3 separate regions of the Sus scrofa genome follow, and all the other regions are linked to region 1. The links are chromatin contacts, called in public HiChIP or PLAC-seq maps. All regions are on one chromosome and are shown on one strand. The core of a region is the stretch at or near the end of the contact, and the rest is flanking DNA. Distances in the headings are between cores, read along the strand shown.

Region 1 (4,400 bases), core at 1,249-3,748:
TCTTTCATTGTTTTGGCTACATCACCCGTCTTGACGGGGGAGGCAGCGTGAGTACAGACCAGTAAGTTGCAGTTCTTTGGGTTGACAGTTGCTATTGGTAGGCGGTGGTGAGACCAGATCTTGGAAGCTCAGTTGACGTCACTGTATATTTTTTATCAAATAGGTAAATTATGGATCTTAGCATCTCATCTATCACATTAGGTGGTTAATACAAAAACACCTTTTGGGAACAGTATCTACGTTATGACTTAGCTTAAAACGAGCAGTAAGAAGTTGCTCGGCACACTTTCCCCAGGATGAACTTGAAGACTCTATTTCCTGGTTTTAATCTTAATTACTCATGTTCACCAGGCTTTAAAAAGACCAGGAGAGAGGGGGGTGGATGTGACTTAATGAGCTTGGTGAGTGGTACATGTTAGCTGATTACTCACACCCTTAGGTGAGAGGAATTGCATCCGTAATGTAGTTCCTTTTAGTTCAGTTCCATGTGTGTTACGTTTACAGAAGACTTGAACTTTGGGTGTGTCCCTAGTGTTCTCGGACTTGCGGTAAATGGTTAACATTTGCTTTTCAAAAAAAAAAATTTGACCAGAGAGAACATTCCTAATTGTGTTCTAATAATAAGTGATTGTTTTGTTTTAATCCCTCAAGATACAGCATTTTGTCCGTATAATCGGGATGAACTGCACTTGAGAACCAAGTGATTGTCTTGTAGTCTTGAGTCCAGCAAACCTCCTGCACCTGGTTCGGCGTCTGCGCTGGGTGGTGGGTGCAGCGGGAGTCGCTAGGGCTGGGCCCTAGCACGCTCTGTTCCAGGCACTCTGTCTCAGAAGCACCTTCCCTTCCACGTCCTTTAAACAAAAGCCCAGATCCCTCCCTGGTGTTTTCCACAGGTGTTCCTGCTCCTCCGTGTCCTTGGCATCTTCACTGACCTGCTCTCTTGAATCTCCCCAGCCACTGGCCTGCGCGGCTGAGACCTTGGCAGGAAGGAGTCCCTCGCAAGGTCGCTGTGGTGGGAAGGTTGTGGCTTTAACAGGACCTCCAGTCGTCTGGGTAAAGTGCTCTGTGGTAGCAGAGAGCAGCTCCAGTTCATGATGGAGGGAATCCCCCAAGGAGACCCCTCCCCCGTCCCCTTTCGCAGGGACAGCGTTTCCCTGGTGATCAGAGTCCCAGGTCAGCAGGAAGGCCAAGGGGTGTGAGGTGTCGTCCTTGGTTGTGGGTCGGCACTGAGGCCCTCCCGCACTGGCCCCTTAAGGAGGCCCAGGGGAAGAGAGCCCACCCGTCCGTCTCAGGAGCCCAGGCTTCCCTCGGATCCACTGTGTGGAAGTCCTTGGCAGGGATCACACATCAGATGATGTTTACTGCATGGGTCTTACTAGGAAGTGACACCTGTTAGCTCGCCAAAGCTCCGTACTGTATGGCGCTGTGTGGGTTCTTTTTCCCCATTAAGAGATTTCTCTGCCTGCAAAGCTAGAATAAGCCTGATGAGGCAGCTTCCATAAGCTCCAGGTATCTTTGTAATTGTGCCCGGCACTTAAAACCCTGTGTGTGTGTACGAGTCCTGCCTTTCTGTGGGCAGGGCAGGCTCATGCTCCACAGTTGACCCCTTGGTGGCACAGTTTCTGTAAAGCTGCAGACCTCTGCCAGAGGCAAAGGAAGGCCCTTCTGGCGGTTTCAAGCTTGATCAGAAATAGTTTATTTTTAGAGTCTCAGAACCAACTAGGGGCTTTATTCAGTTCTCAAGTTTTAAGTGAAATTTCGTGTGCAGATTTCTGTGTGGTCCGGGCACTTTCCCGAATGAAGCCTCTTCCCTGGTCCCCCAAGGTTGGGCATGGGGGGGCTTCTTGGGCCGTGGCCACACCTGGCCGGCACTCCTCCTGTGGGGAGGGAGAGCTGGGAGGGCTTCCTCTGAGCCAATCCTAGATGATTTTGTCGCAAATATGCACTGACAGGTCCTGGAGTCTTGCCTCATCAGCCCATACCTGCTTGGCGGCCAGAGTGAAAGGCAAGACGTGTACAAGTGTCCAGTAATTCTCTCTTCAGCTGGGACAGGGAGGAAGGGAAAGAGCTGCTTTTCTAAAACAAATGGAATCAAGATGGGTGATTTTAGAAGAAAAATGTTCTGGAATGTCTACAAGCCACCTTCTCAGGTGCAATGTGGAATATTTAAACAGTTCCTTGGCGATGGCAGTAGGTGTGTGAGACAGACACCGCAGGTGCACGATCTGTGGTGACAGGAAGAGAATTCAAGTCCAGACCCTCTGTCCTTAGGATTCGAGAAGCCAGTTCTCACTCGTGGCTTGTGGTGCGGTCTTCAGGGCGTCCGGTTACACGCTCAGTGTCCCCATCCAGCTGTCTGAGCCCTTTTCCAGGTGCTGGGAGGAGTGACATGAAGGCGTCCGTGTCAGGTGCGTTGCTCAAGCAAGGCTGTGGGCAGCTGGGTCTGCCGCCAGGTGGTTGGATGCCCTGGCGGGCAGGTCCTCTGGGAGCTGCGCTGCCAAGACTGCAGGGAAAGCCTGCAGAGAGCTCGGTTAAACTCCAGGCTGTCTGCCCTAGCGCCTGCCTCCCCGTTAAGGTTTCTCGACTCAAATCTGAAAGCCTTTGGTCTGTTCATTTTTACCTTGTGTTGGTGAGGAACTGTATAAACAAAAGACACATCTAAAAATGTTTAAAATAAAACAATTTTTGAATGTAAAAAGGGACATATCTACAAGGAAGCGCATCCAAGTTGAGCCCCTAGTGCCCCAGGTCCTGGGTAAGGGATCACTTTCTGTCCTTAGAGTGGTATTGAGCCTTTCCCTTTGTTTTAAACGTCCCCAAAGGCTCTGCCACCAGCTCTTCGGGCCCCCTAGCGGCGGGTCCACCCTCATGTCCAGCTTCATTTTGGAGCTGGTCTCATCTGAGGTGGTGAGTTATTTTTAGTCGTCGTTGCTTTCTGTGTGTGTGCCCTTTGCGGCTAGAGCCTGGACTTCACTCATTGATGAAACGCTGCTGGGCACGGCTGGAGGGAGCCAGGAGACAAAGTCCCTGCTTTTATGAAGCCAGTTTTGTTGGGTTTGGGGGGAGGAGGGAGGGCATCATGGTTTGGCATGGTTTTGTTTTGTTTTCTTTTCTTTTTAGGGCCACACCTGCGGCATATGGAGATTCCCAGGCTAGGAGTCGAATTGGAGCTGTAGCCGACGGCCTACACCAGAGCCACAGCAACTTGGGATCTGAGCTGCATCTGCAACTACACCACAGCTCATGGCAACACCAGATCCTTAACTCCCTGAGCGAGGCCAGAGATTGAACCTGCAACCTCATGGTTCCTATAGTCTCATTCATTAACCACTGAGCCACAATGGGAACTCCATGGCACCTTTTTAAAAACTTGCTCTTCAGGGGTCTGAAATTGCAGCTCTAACCTGAATATCACTCTCCCCAAAGAACCCTGGCCCTCAGTTCCAAACCAAAACCAGGCATCGAGAGCATGGATGCATAGAGCTCTCTGTGCTTGCAGCCCCAGGGCTGTCTTTTCTGTCGAGAGTTTGTGGCTTTGCCCCAAGAAGCTCCCCTGGTTCTCAGTGCACCGATTTAGCCCCTCTGGTGCCGCGGGGCAGGAGGAAGGAGGCGTGGCCCGTGCGGCCTTGGGCCTGGCTGAGAGGGCTTATCAGCGGGTTCCTGGGCCCTCCCTCCCTCCCCCTTTTCAAAGGCGGCCTCTTGACCCCTGCCTTCTCGGAAGTGCCTTCTTTCGTGGTGAGGATGGGGCCTCACCTGTCCCTGATTTGGGGCCTGTGGAGGATGAAGAGAAACGTCGCCAGAGACCGACGTCCTTAGATTGTTGCCTCCGGTTTAAAGCGTCCCTGTTGGGGGGTGTCTTGGGCCTCATACCTGTGCACGTCTGGTCTTTCTCGGACACACAGATCACTCCTCTGTTTCTTCCACATACTAATCATTGAGAATACGAGTTTCTCTTTTATTAAGACTTTTTCCTTTAAAACTGTTTCAACAGTTTGCGGAGTACTCTAGAACCAATATTCACGTTCCAGTGTTGAAAATGACTCATGTGCCGCTGATTGGAAGCCATCGAAGCTGCAAAGCTCAGTTGTTTATCTGAGTAAAGAACCAGAAGTGGGAGTTCCCATCGTGGCGCAGCGGAAAAGAGTCCGACTAGGAACCATGTGGTTGCGCGTTTGATCCCTGGCCTCGCTCAGTGGGTTAAGGATCCAGCGTTGCCTGAGCTGTGGCGTAGGTTGCAGACGTGGCTAAGATCTGGTGTTGGCCGTGGCTGTGGTGTAGGCCGGCGGCTACAGCTCTGATTCGACCTCTAGCCTGGGAACCTCCATATGCCGTGGGAGTGGCCCTAGAGAAAAACCAGAACCAGAAGTACATGCAAAGGTATAGGGCTGTCAGGATGTTCA
Region 2 (4,400 bases), core at 729-3,228, 96 kb before region 1:
AATATGCCAAATAACACATGCATCAACAATGACAGGTTTTGGTCAAATAGCCTCTGAAGTTTCTCAAAGCTTCACTCTTGGAATGGAACCATTTTTTTTACATAAGCCCATTTTGGTAAAGTTAGCCTGCATTTTCAATGCGTTTCAACATCTGTCTTTTATTACTAGAGGTCCTGATATCCAGATAACAACCAAGTATTCTGTGCCTTCAAAGTTAGCTCCTGCTCCTTATTCCTATCTTCAATCATAATTTTATTGTGACATCAGCTTCATTTAGAAGCACCATTTTTATTTCCTGGACAGACAGACCAGGGCTATTCATCCTAAAATGCAGATTCTGCTTTCCGAAATATGTTGCAAGTAAGAAAATACCTAAAACTCATATGTATACACAACTCATATCACATAAAATCTTTTCTGACCTTTAAAATGCCATGCCAGAACATGAGCAAACTTAAAAAGATTAAACATTTTACTTTTTAAAGTCACCTAATTAACATTTTATTATTAGCAAATTAATACTGTGCTGCTGGGCCGATATACTCCATTTTTCAAAGTTAAATAGTATTTCTCATTAGTCTGCACTTTAATTTCTACATTTAAACCATTTAAGTAACTGCTGATATTAAGATTATGTATTGGCAAAAAAAAAAAATTAGGATAGAATTGCAGTGTTTTTGAAGTACAGGGATCCGCCGCTCTACCCGCTCGCCCCTACTTAGTCAACGGAGCCGGAGGAAGCAAACTTGAATCCCTCGCAGAGTTGTGGTCAAGGTTCACACTCCAGCCCCGAGGAAACCACCAGGCAATAGAAGAGACGTCTCCAGGACTAGGGGCTCTGTTTAAAATCAGGTAGGAACCTGAAAATGAAATCTAGGATCTTATGCCAGACTTGAAGAACGCCGGGGCTTTCCTGCGCCTGCCATCTGGGCTTGGGGACAGGGGAATTGTTCCGCGGGGAGGGCAGCAAATCATTTCACAGCCCACCCTCGGCTATTGATAAATGCATCTTTTAAAAACGCACCGCAATCGGTCAGTTAAACAGAGGGCGAAACTCTCACACGGTACCACCAACAAAAGCTGTTCAAACAAAGCCTGCGAGGCAGCTGTGCGCGGCGCTGGAGCGGTTGGTTTTCGGCTCGGGTCGCGGAGAGGGGCGACTCCTCCTCCGGGCGGGGCAGAGCGGAGCGCTCCCCTTCCCTCCGGGCCTCCCCCCGGCCGTTCCCCTTGAACCCGGCCCGGCCCCCTCCCCGGCGGCCACCGCACACAATGGCGCCCCGAGCGGGATCCCGCCACCGGGTCCTCGCGCCGCCAGCGCGCCCCCCGCGCGGGCCGCGTTCCCGGGTCCGCGCACAAAGGAGGCGCGTGGGCTCCGCGGCGCCCGGCGCTCTCCCGGCCCGCGCGGCCACCAGGTGCCGGCGCCGGCGACCCTGCGCCCGAGCGTCTCCGCGCATCCCGGGCCGCGGCGGGGGCCAGGTGGGGCGCGAGGCCTCCCACCGCCCGGGGCTCCCACCGCCCGGACTCCTCCCGCCGGGCCTCCCAGCGCCCGGGCCTGTCCGCCGCGGGGGCGCGGGCCGGGGGGCACTCACTTTCTCGATGGTCCCGGGGAGCAGGCGCTCCAGCAGCCTGCAGAGGACCACCCCATCCTTCAGAGACGCTTGCAGGAAGCCCTCCGGGTCCGAGATGGTTTTCTTGGGCGACTCCAGCACCCCCAAGGTAATGAGCCACGTAACGGTCTGCTCGGCGGAATTCATAGCGGCGGCGCGCCCGGCCTCCCCGCGCCGCGAGCCCGTCTCGGCGCGGTTCACCTCGGAGCGGCCGCGGCCCGGCCGGCTGCGCCCACCGCCCCCTCCTCCTGCTCGCCCATGGAGAGGCCGGCGACGGCGATTGGCTCGGGCGGCGCCGCGGTCCGGCCGGCTCGCGCTCCCTCGCGTGCGTCCTGGCCGACTGTCAAGTGCCTTTTCATTAGATGCACATGAACCTGCGGCGGCCGCCCGGCGCCGCCCCCGCCGCCGCCTCCCGGCTGCCAGCCGCTGCCGCCGATGACATCACTGCGAGGAGAAGAAAGACGCCGCGCTGGAGCGGCCCCGCGCCCCGGCCCCCGGCCTCCCGGCCCCCCGACCCCCGGCCGCGCCGGCACCCGGCTGCCGCACACGCGCCCCCGCGCCCGCCCGGGCCCGCCGCCGTGCGCCCTCCGCACCCGGGCCGGCTGTGCGCGCGCGTCCCCACCTGCGCCGCCGGGTGCTGGGCCCCCGCCCCAAGGGCCCGGTGACCTCCAGGAGGCGACAGCCCGCCGGCCGGGGAGGGCTCGCCGGGCCTCCTACCCTCCGGGCCGCGCGCGCCCGTAGCCGTTGGCGCCCGGCGGGTCCCCAGCGCAGCCCCCTCTGAGGCGAGAGCCCAGCCAGGCTCCTCTCGCCGTCGGGCCCTTCCGCCGCCTCTTCCCTCCTCGGAAGCCCCGGAATCCTTTATCTTCTAATTCATGAACGTTATTTTTGCCAGGTTTTTTTTTTTTTTTTTTCCCCAAGAGGTTGGGGGCGGGGGGAGCTGAAAACGAGACGTTTGCTTCTCTCAGCTACCTTGCAAGCCAATAATTACCGAACACAACGATAATTAAATCTGTGACCAGATGGGCCTAATTCGGGGAGGAACTGATTTTCCTGAGGCTGCTGCCATCCTTGGGGACAGGGACGCCCCGGAGCGTGGCGCGGCCGGGGTCACGCGTGCCCTCTGCTGGGAGGCCCGTCCGCGTGCGTGACCTCACCGGCCGGGATGCGGTGGTCCCACTCTCCCCGACCGGAAGCCTTGGAGCCACTCGGCTTTAACTTGATGGCGCTGTTTCAGACACTGTGGGAGGAAGGTCAGGAACACAGCAGAGCCTGAACTGGATCTGGGCAGATGATCCCGGAGGAAGGACGGTGAGGACAGCTCACTCAGTCCAAACAAGCAACCTGGCTGGACTGGCCCTGAGCAAGAGGTCTCAGTCAGAGACCTGGCTGCGTCCGAATGGGCCAGAGCTGAAGAGCTCAGCCGCCCAACTGCTAAGCCACGAAAAAACTTCTTCAGAGGAGGGCTGACACACACCATCTTCTAAGGAAGGGAGCGTCTCTCCTTGGAGGGACCCAGTGTGCACTTTGCCTGTTTGCGGGCTATGACTGCCCGGGGCAATTTAAGACAGCATTCGCAGTCACCTACAGAGAACTTGCTCTGTGCCAAGCACATATGTTAATGCAATTGGTGACAAAGGCCAGAAAACACGAAGATTAAAAAAACCCACAGGCTTAGCTCACCTCTTCCTCTGCCTTCTTGCGGAGTCCTTCTTTTGTAATCATGAATTGTGTTTATTCCCAGCTTCGAATTAAGTGGTTAAGTTTTCTTTCCGAATGCAAACGCAGAGTGATTCAAAGGGCAGTCTGAATTCTGGGTTATAAGGGCCATGTGCACGGCGGTCACAGCTCCCCGCATTGCGTGGCACAGTCACTGCGACAGTCTTAGGAAGTTCCTCTCATCGTCCCCATTTAGCAGGTGGCAAAGTGGCAGAGGTGGACTCAAGCCTGGGCTCTGCAGCTCCAGCACGGACACAGCCCACCCGTGGTCCAAACCTCGCCCTGTACACTTGCTGGGAAACTGGGCAGTTATCAGCTCCATCGAGTGTTGTGCCCAAGGAGACTCTATCACCAGAAGGGTGTTGAGTCGAGAGTAGCTGTTCCCCGAGATTCCTGTTTGCTCTCATTACTGCCGAATTGCAAGAGCGGAAGGTGCAAACTCCCCACCTGGACCGTTGGGCGTGATGGTAATGCTGCTATGTAGCTACGGGGGGGGGCACGTCACCATCTAAAAGCCACTGGCTCAACATGTGTGCCACGCTGAAAGACAGGCCCCTAGCCCTGCAGGAGGCTGTCCCCAAGCTGGCTTCCTACAGGTGTCTACCCAGAAGGTGGGTTGCTTCTCCCTCCAGGATGCAGGGCTCTGCCCTAACCAACTTGCCACCAGCATTGGGTTAGAAGCAGCCTCGGCCGTGGGTGAGAGGGGGTCCACGCTGCAGGTCTCTTGCACACCTCCATCCCCGCCACCACGACCGCACTGTCCACACCGCCCATGGCCCTCTGTGCAGGGCGATGGCGGGGCAGGCAGAGCCTGGCCTGGCTGCCCTCAGCTACAGACACCACCTGAGCACCGGTTGCCAAGCGCCCCTTTACTGATGCTCCCTGAAAGATTGAGAGGGGATCACAGGCCCTTCCCTACTCCCTGGCAACCCCTCATCCCATCTCGCCCCTTCCAGACCCCCACTGAGGAGCCCAGCCACCCAGCACTGCCCACACATCTGTGCACAGAGGCGGTAGGCCAGCTTCTCCGCCCTGTCTGCCCTTCGCCCTGGCAGGAGCTGGGCTGGAGCCAGGCAG
Region 3 (4,400 bases), core at 857-3,356, 65 kb before region 1:
TAATCAAATTGTAATTGCATAAGCAATACAAGTGCATCTTAAAGCAATCTCAAAAGAAACCGTAACGCGATAAACATCTGTACCTCTCTTATTCCCTGACCCCATAAGTAACGCTCTTTGATTTTTTTTTCAGATCTTTTATACATTTGCATCCATCCATCCTCAGAGAAAATGCAGTGTGGTTACATTATGTAGTGTTATTTAGGGTGGGGTTTTTCACACATAAACATAATATCATAGAAATCACTCTACATTATTCCTTTGTATTTTCTTTTCTTTTTTTTTTTTTTTTTTTTTTTTTTGTCTTTTCTAGGGCTGCACCTGCGACATATGGAGGTTCCCAGGCTTGGGATCAAATTAGAACTGCAGTTGCCGGCCTGCACCATGGCCACAGCAACGCTAGATCCAAGTCACATCTGCAACCTACACCACAGCTCACGGCAATGCTGGATCCTTAACCCACTGAGCGAGGCCAGGGATTGAACCCACGTCTTCATGGATCCTAGTTTAAAGGGTCAAGATCCTGTTTAAAGGGTCAGGGGTCTGAATGTCTTCTATTTTACGTGATGGAGTTTGTAATTCTGTTTCTTATTTTCCTTTCATCTTCACCTTTGGGGCCGCGTCTGGGTGACGAAGAGGAGATAGCTAACTTTATTACATCTCCCCCCCCCAGACACCTTCGTACACACCAAGCGTTTGCACGGTTCCGGTGCGCAAGGATGACGTCCCTCGTCGAGTACAGTTTTCGCCGCAATGCGGAGACCATCAAACAAGTCGCTTTTCTGTATCTTATATCACAACGTCTTATAAGACATCGAAAGGTGCTCACTTGATTCTATGAATAGTGTAAACTTGTAGTTTAAGGGTTACTGCTAAATGGGGCTTGAGGATTAGATCGTGGCAACCTTACGGAATTATTACTGCACAACATGAAATGCTCTTTTCCTGATTTTGATAGTTGTGTGGGCGTTTATTAAAAATACACACTGAGGTAATTTTCAGGTAACAGAGTATCATGACTTCAACTTACTCTCAAAGGGTTCAGGAAAAAAATGGTCTTTTTGTACTGCTACTTGCAATCTTTATGTAGGTTTAAGGAGGTTTTTTGAGTTTTGTTTTTTTTTTTTTTTTTAAATCCTTGGAGATGCTGCTGCAAAGGAAGCGGAAGCTTCAATAAAAGGTAGGAATAAACGTGTTTAGCCAAGAGGTTCTGAATGTAACTGTGACGGTGGCCAGTTCAGAAGAGCAGCACCCATGTGATAAATTCATTTGAGTAATAAAAAAAAGCAGAAGAGCAGCACAGGCGGCCGGCGACCAGGGAGAGCCGTCTACACAACGGAGTCTCCACAAGCCCGTCGGCCTCAGGCAGCCGCACTCCTCCCCGTCCAGCCTCCGATGAGGCTGGCAACCCCAGCAGGCACAGCCTCCCATCCCCTTCCTTCATGGCTGCTCTTTCCATCTGACTTTCTGAAAGTTTTAACCCTATGCTCAGCTGCCAAGTAAGATGATCATGTCTCAGCCTCAGCTGAACTTCTTTTTGGAAGTTCCTGGGCCAGGAATCCAGCCTGTGCCACAGCAGATCTGCCAACGCCAGGTCCTTAACCCACTGAGCCACCGGGGACCTCCTCAGCTGAACGTTTTAAATAACAATTTATAAATGCTCTCCAGGGCAGGGGCTGAACAGGCACTTTTTGCGCTGCTGCTTCCCATTCCGTGATTCTGGACATAAAAACAGACGGCGAGCAGCGCACCCCTTGGGGGCATTCGTCCCGTCAGCTGCCTCCCTGCCCCCGCCACCTCGTCTGAGCCAGTAGCCAGAGCGCGTCCCACGTCAACCAGCTCAGCTTTCCGGGCAGTGGGTTTACAGGAAGTCTCTAAATAGCAGCAGCTGTCGCTCTCTCAAGGAAACTTCTGGGAGCACATCTGCGGAGTTCAAGTAAAATGTGAGGTTCTCTTTAAGCCTCGATTAAGAAATAGCAAAGGTTAGTCTCGCAAGCCAACTTAGTGACCCCCCCAGAATTTTCTGTCCCTCAGACACACTGGGAAACTGACCAGCCAGATGGACAACGGCCAGGACGTGTAAAACAATAGAACTCTGGCCCACAACCTGCAGCAGCTGGCCCGGAAAACCAACCCTCACCACAGACAACAACCCTGGAGCCGGTCGACTGTCTCCAGTGACAGCCCAGGAGGCTAAATCGCAACGTCTGGAAACTTCAGCTCCCCATGGCCAGGACTTGACCAAGACCTGACAGCTTCCCTGACTTTTGCCCCTTCTCGAAATTTAGGACCAACCAGAAATACTGAGGCTGTTCTTTTTTTTTTTTTTTTTTTTTTTTTTTTCGTCTTTTTGCTATTTCTTTGGGCCGCTCCTGTGGCATATGGAGGTTCCCAGGCTAGGGGTCGAATCGGAGCTGTAGCTGCCAGCCTGCGCCGGAGCCACAGCAACGTGGGATCCGAGCCGCGTCTGCGACCTACACCACAGCTCACAGCAACGCCGGATCGTTAACCCACTGAGCAAGGGCAGGGATCGAACCCGCAACCTCATGGTTCCTAGTCGGATTCGTTAACCACTGCGCCACGACGGGAACTCCCTGAGGCTGCTCTAACCCAGCATCTCTCCCACCCCAAATAGCTCCCGAGCTCCCGGCCGCCCTCCAGGGCTTGGGGGCTGACTGTCTGTCCCACAGTCCCTGAGAGCTTTTTCCAGGGCTGTGACATGTCGGTGACGGAGCCACTGGGGTCCACCTCGGCTTCCTAAGGCACCTGTCCTCACAGGCAGCACTGAGCAGAGCGAGGCCAGGTGTTTGGGGAACCCAGAGACGCAGTGACAACGGCGGCTACCCTGGATGTCCACGTGTGCCCGCCACTGACTCCTGTCACCTCGCTTAAACCTCCCGACGGCTTTACGAGGCAGGACTTGTCATCACCAAGGGCAGGAAAACGGAGGCAAAGGGGCTTTGAATTGCGCGGTCAGCGGGGAGAAGGGGCGGCCGAGAGTCCGGCGGGGTAAGCGGCAGCGCCTGGCTCTCTGCCCTCGGATGCGCTCCCACGACACCTGCGTGGCCCGGGCGGCTCCCCCTCCCCGCCCCGGGAGTTAGGACCCTGGTCAGAAAGGACAGCTCTATCTGCGGGACCTCAGGGGCCAACACCCCAGAGCCTTCCACTCACACGGGCGGGAGGCCAAAGGGGAGCCCAAGGCCAGAGACGGAGCCCACAGCACGCTGAGGCCACGGCTAACCCGCTGCTGTGCGAGTGCCCTGGGGCCCAAGCCGCCCTGCAGGCACCTGGCAGCCACAGGGCATCAGCCAGAATTAACACGCGAGACCCTTTGCTCCCAACTATTACCAGTTGTTTGAAATTACTAATAGGTGTGGAACAGGCTGCATAGACAGCATGTAGAAGTAGGCGTTCTAAGTTTAATTTTTAAAAAACTGGTGTGTAAAAAACGTATCTTTTAACCTGGATTCATTCTTCTTCCCCCAAAGCACAGGTTTCAAAAAAAAATCTATGGTAATAGCTTTCAAGGCTTTTTGAAGCTTAAGAACGGAGATTTTAAATAGTAATTTTAATTCAAAGGTGACATAATCATCTACTTAGCGGCTCTTTGAAAAATTTCTATCCTTTTATTTCCAGTTAATTGCCTAAAAGTTAAATTTAGTTATGAATTTCCTATTAAAAAAACTCAAGTCATCACAAGTAAGAAAGATTAGATTCCTTCTCATGAATCTATTTAAAAGCCTGGCTTGGCATTCCCGTCATGGCGCAGTGGAAACGAATCCGACTAGGAACCATGAGGCTGCAGGTTCGATCCCTGGCCTCGCTCAGTGGGTGAAGGATCCGGCGTTGCCATGAGCTGTGGTGTAGGTCGCAGACGCAGCTCGGATCTGGCGTTGCTGTGGCTGTGGCGTAGGCCAGCAGTTACAGCTCTGATTTAACCTCTGGCCTGGGAACCACCATATGCCGCAGGTGCAGACCTTAAAAAAAAAAAAAAAAAAAAAAAAAAAAGACAAAAATAAATAAATAAAAATAAAAGCCTGGCTTATCTTCTAGCTAATTACCCCAGGTTTCTGTCATTCACTCCTTCCCGCCTTCCTTAAACCAGCCAGTAGTACCGAGCTTCCTGTGGTGAGCCGGGCGCTCTGCTGGGCATTGCCTTGACAGTATTAACTGGCATACACATTCTTAAAGCGACTGAAATCATGACAGTGGCAAGCGTGGCATCGAGGGGCCGGAGCCAGTGGGTGGGTCTCGAATGCCGGGCAGGGCCTCAGTCCTCTGCGAAGGGACAGCATTTGGGGTAAAGCGCATGTGGAGTCACTTGAAAAGCAAAGCGCGGTCCCAGCAGGGGTTTTGGTTTTTGTTTTCACAGCTATAAGACAAGATTATTCTAAAATGTA

What was found. HiChIP or PLAC-seq counts read pairs in DNA pulled down with a chosen protein or histone mark.
Region 2: a contact with region 1 is called in an H3K27ac HiChIP or PLAC-seq map of skeletal muscle. The contact joins the promoter of ARHGEF7 here to the enhancer-like site in region 1. A contact is called at or near these places in 6 of 47 Hi-C or Micro-C datasets (alveolar macrophages, embryonic fibroblasts, heart right ventricle and 3 more) and 2 of 2 datasets of contacts at active chromatin or transcription factors (alveolar macrophages and skeletal muscle).
Region 3: an H3K27ac HiChIP or PLAC-seq map of skeletal muscle shows a contact between it and region 1. The contact joins two enhancer-like sites. A contact is called at or near these places in 5 of 47 Hi-C or Micro-C datasets (embryonic fibroblasts, mesenteric adipose tissue, retroperitoneal adipose tissue and 2 more) and 2 of 2 datasets of contacts at active chromatin or transcription factors (alveolar macrophages and skeletal muscle).

Annotation. Positions count from the first base shown.
Region 1 is chr11:77,329,544-77,333,943 of Sscrofa11.1, reverse strand. All of the region lies in intron 4 of ANKRD10 (ankyrin repeat domain 10), which reads left to right. Among named protein-coding and RNA genes, the nearest start is that of ANKRD10, 24 kb to the left of the region's middle. Within about 2 kb of position 2,498, at least 13 of the 83 cell types and tissues checked have an H3K27ac peak or open chromatin away from gene starts, as enhancers often do. A contact at or near this core is called in skeletal muscle, where this site is marked.
Region 2 is chr11:77,424,930-77,429,329 of Sscrofa11.1, reverse strand. It overlaps ARHGEF7 (rho guanine nucleotide exchange factor 7), which reads right to left and starts at 1,978. Exons shown (of 22, transcript XM_021065922.1): 1 at 1,590-1,978. The coding sequence starts at 1,754. It overlaps LOC102167979 (a long non-coding RNA gene), which reads left to right and starts at 2,231. Exons shown (of 3, transcript XR_002336778.1): 1 at 2,231-4,400.
Region 3 is chr11:77,394,182-77,398,581 of Sscrofa11.1, reverse strand. No RefSeq gene overlaps it. Among named protein-coding and RNA genes, the nearest start is that of SPACA7, 18 kb to the right of the region's middle. Within about 2 kb of position 2,106, at least 29 of the 83 cell types and tissues checked have an H3K27ac peak or open chromatin away from gene starts, as enhancers often do. A contact at or near this core is called in skeletal muscle, where this site is marked.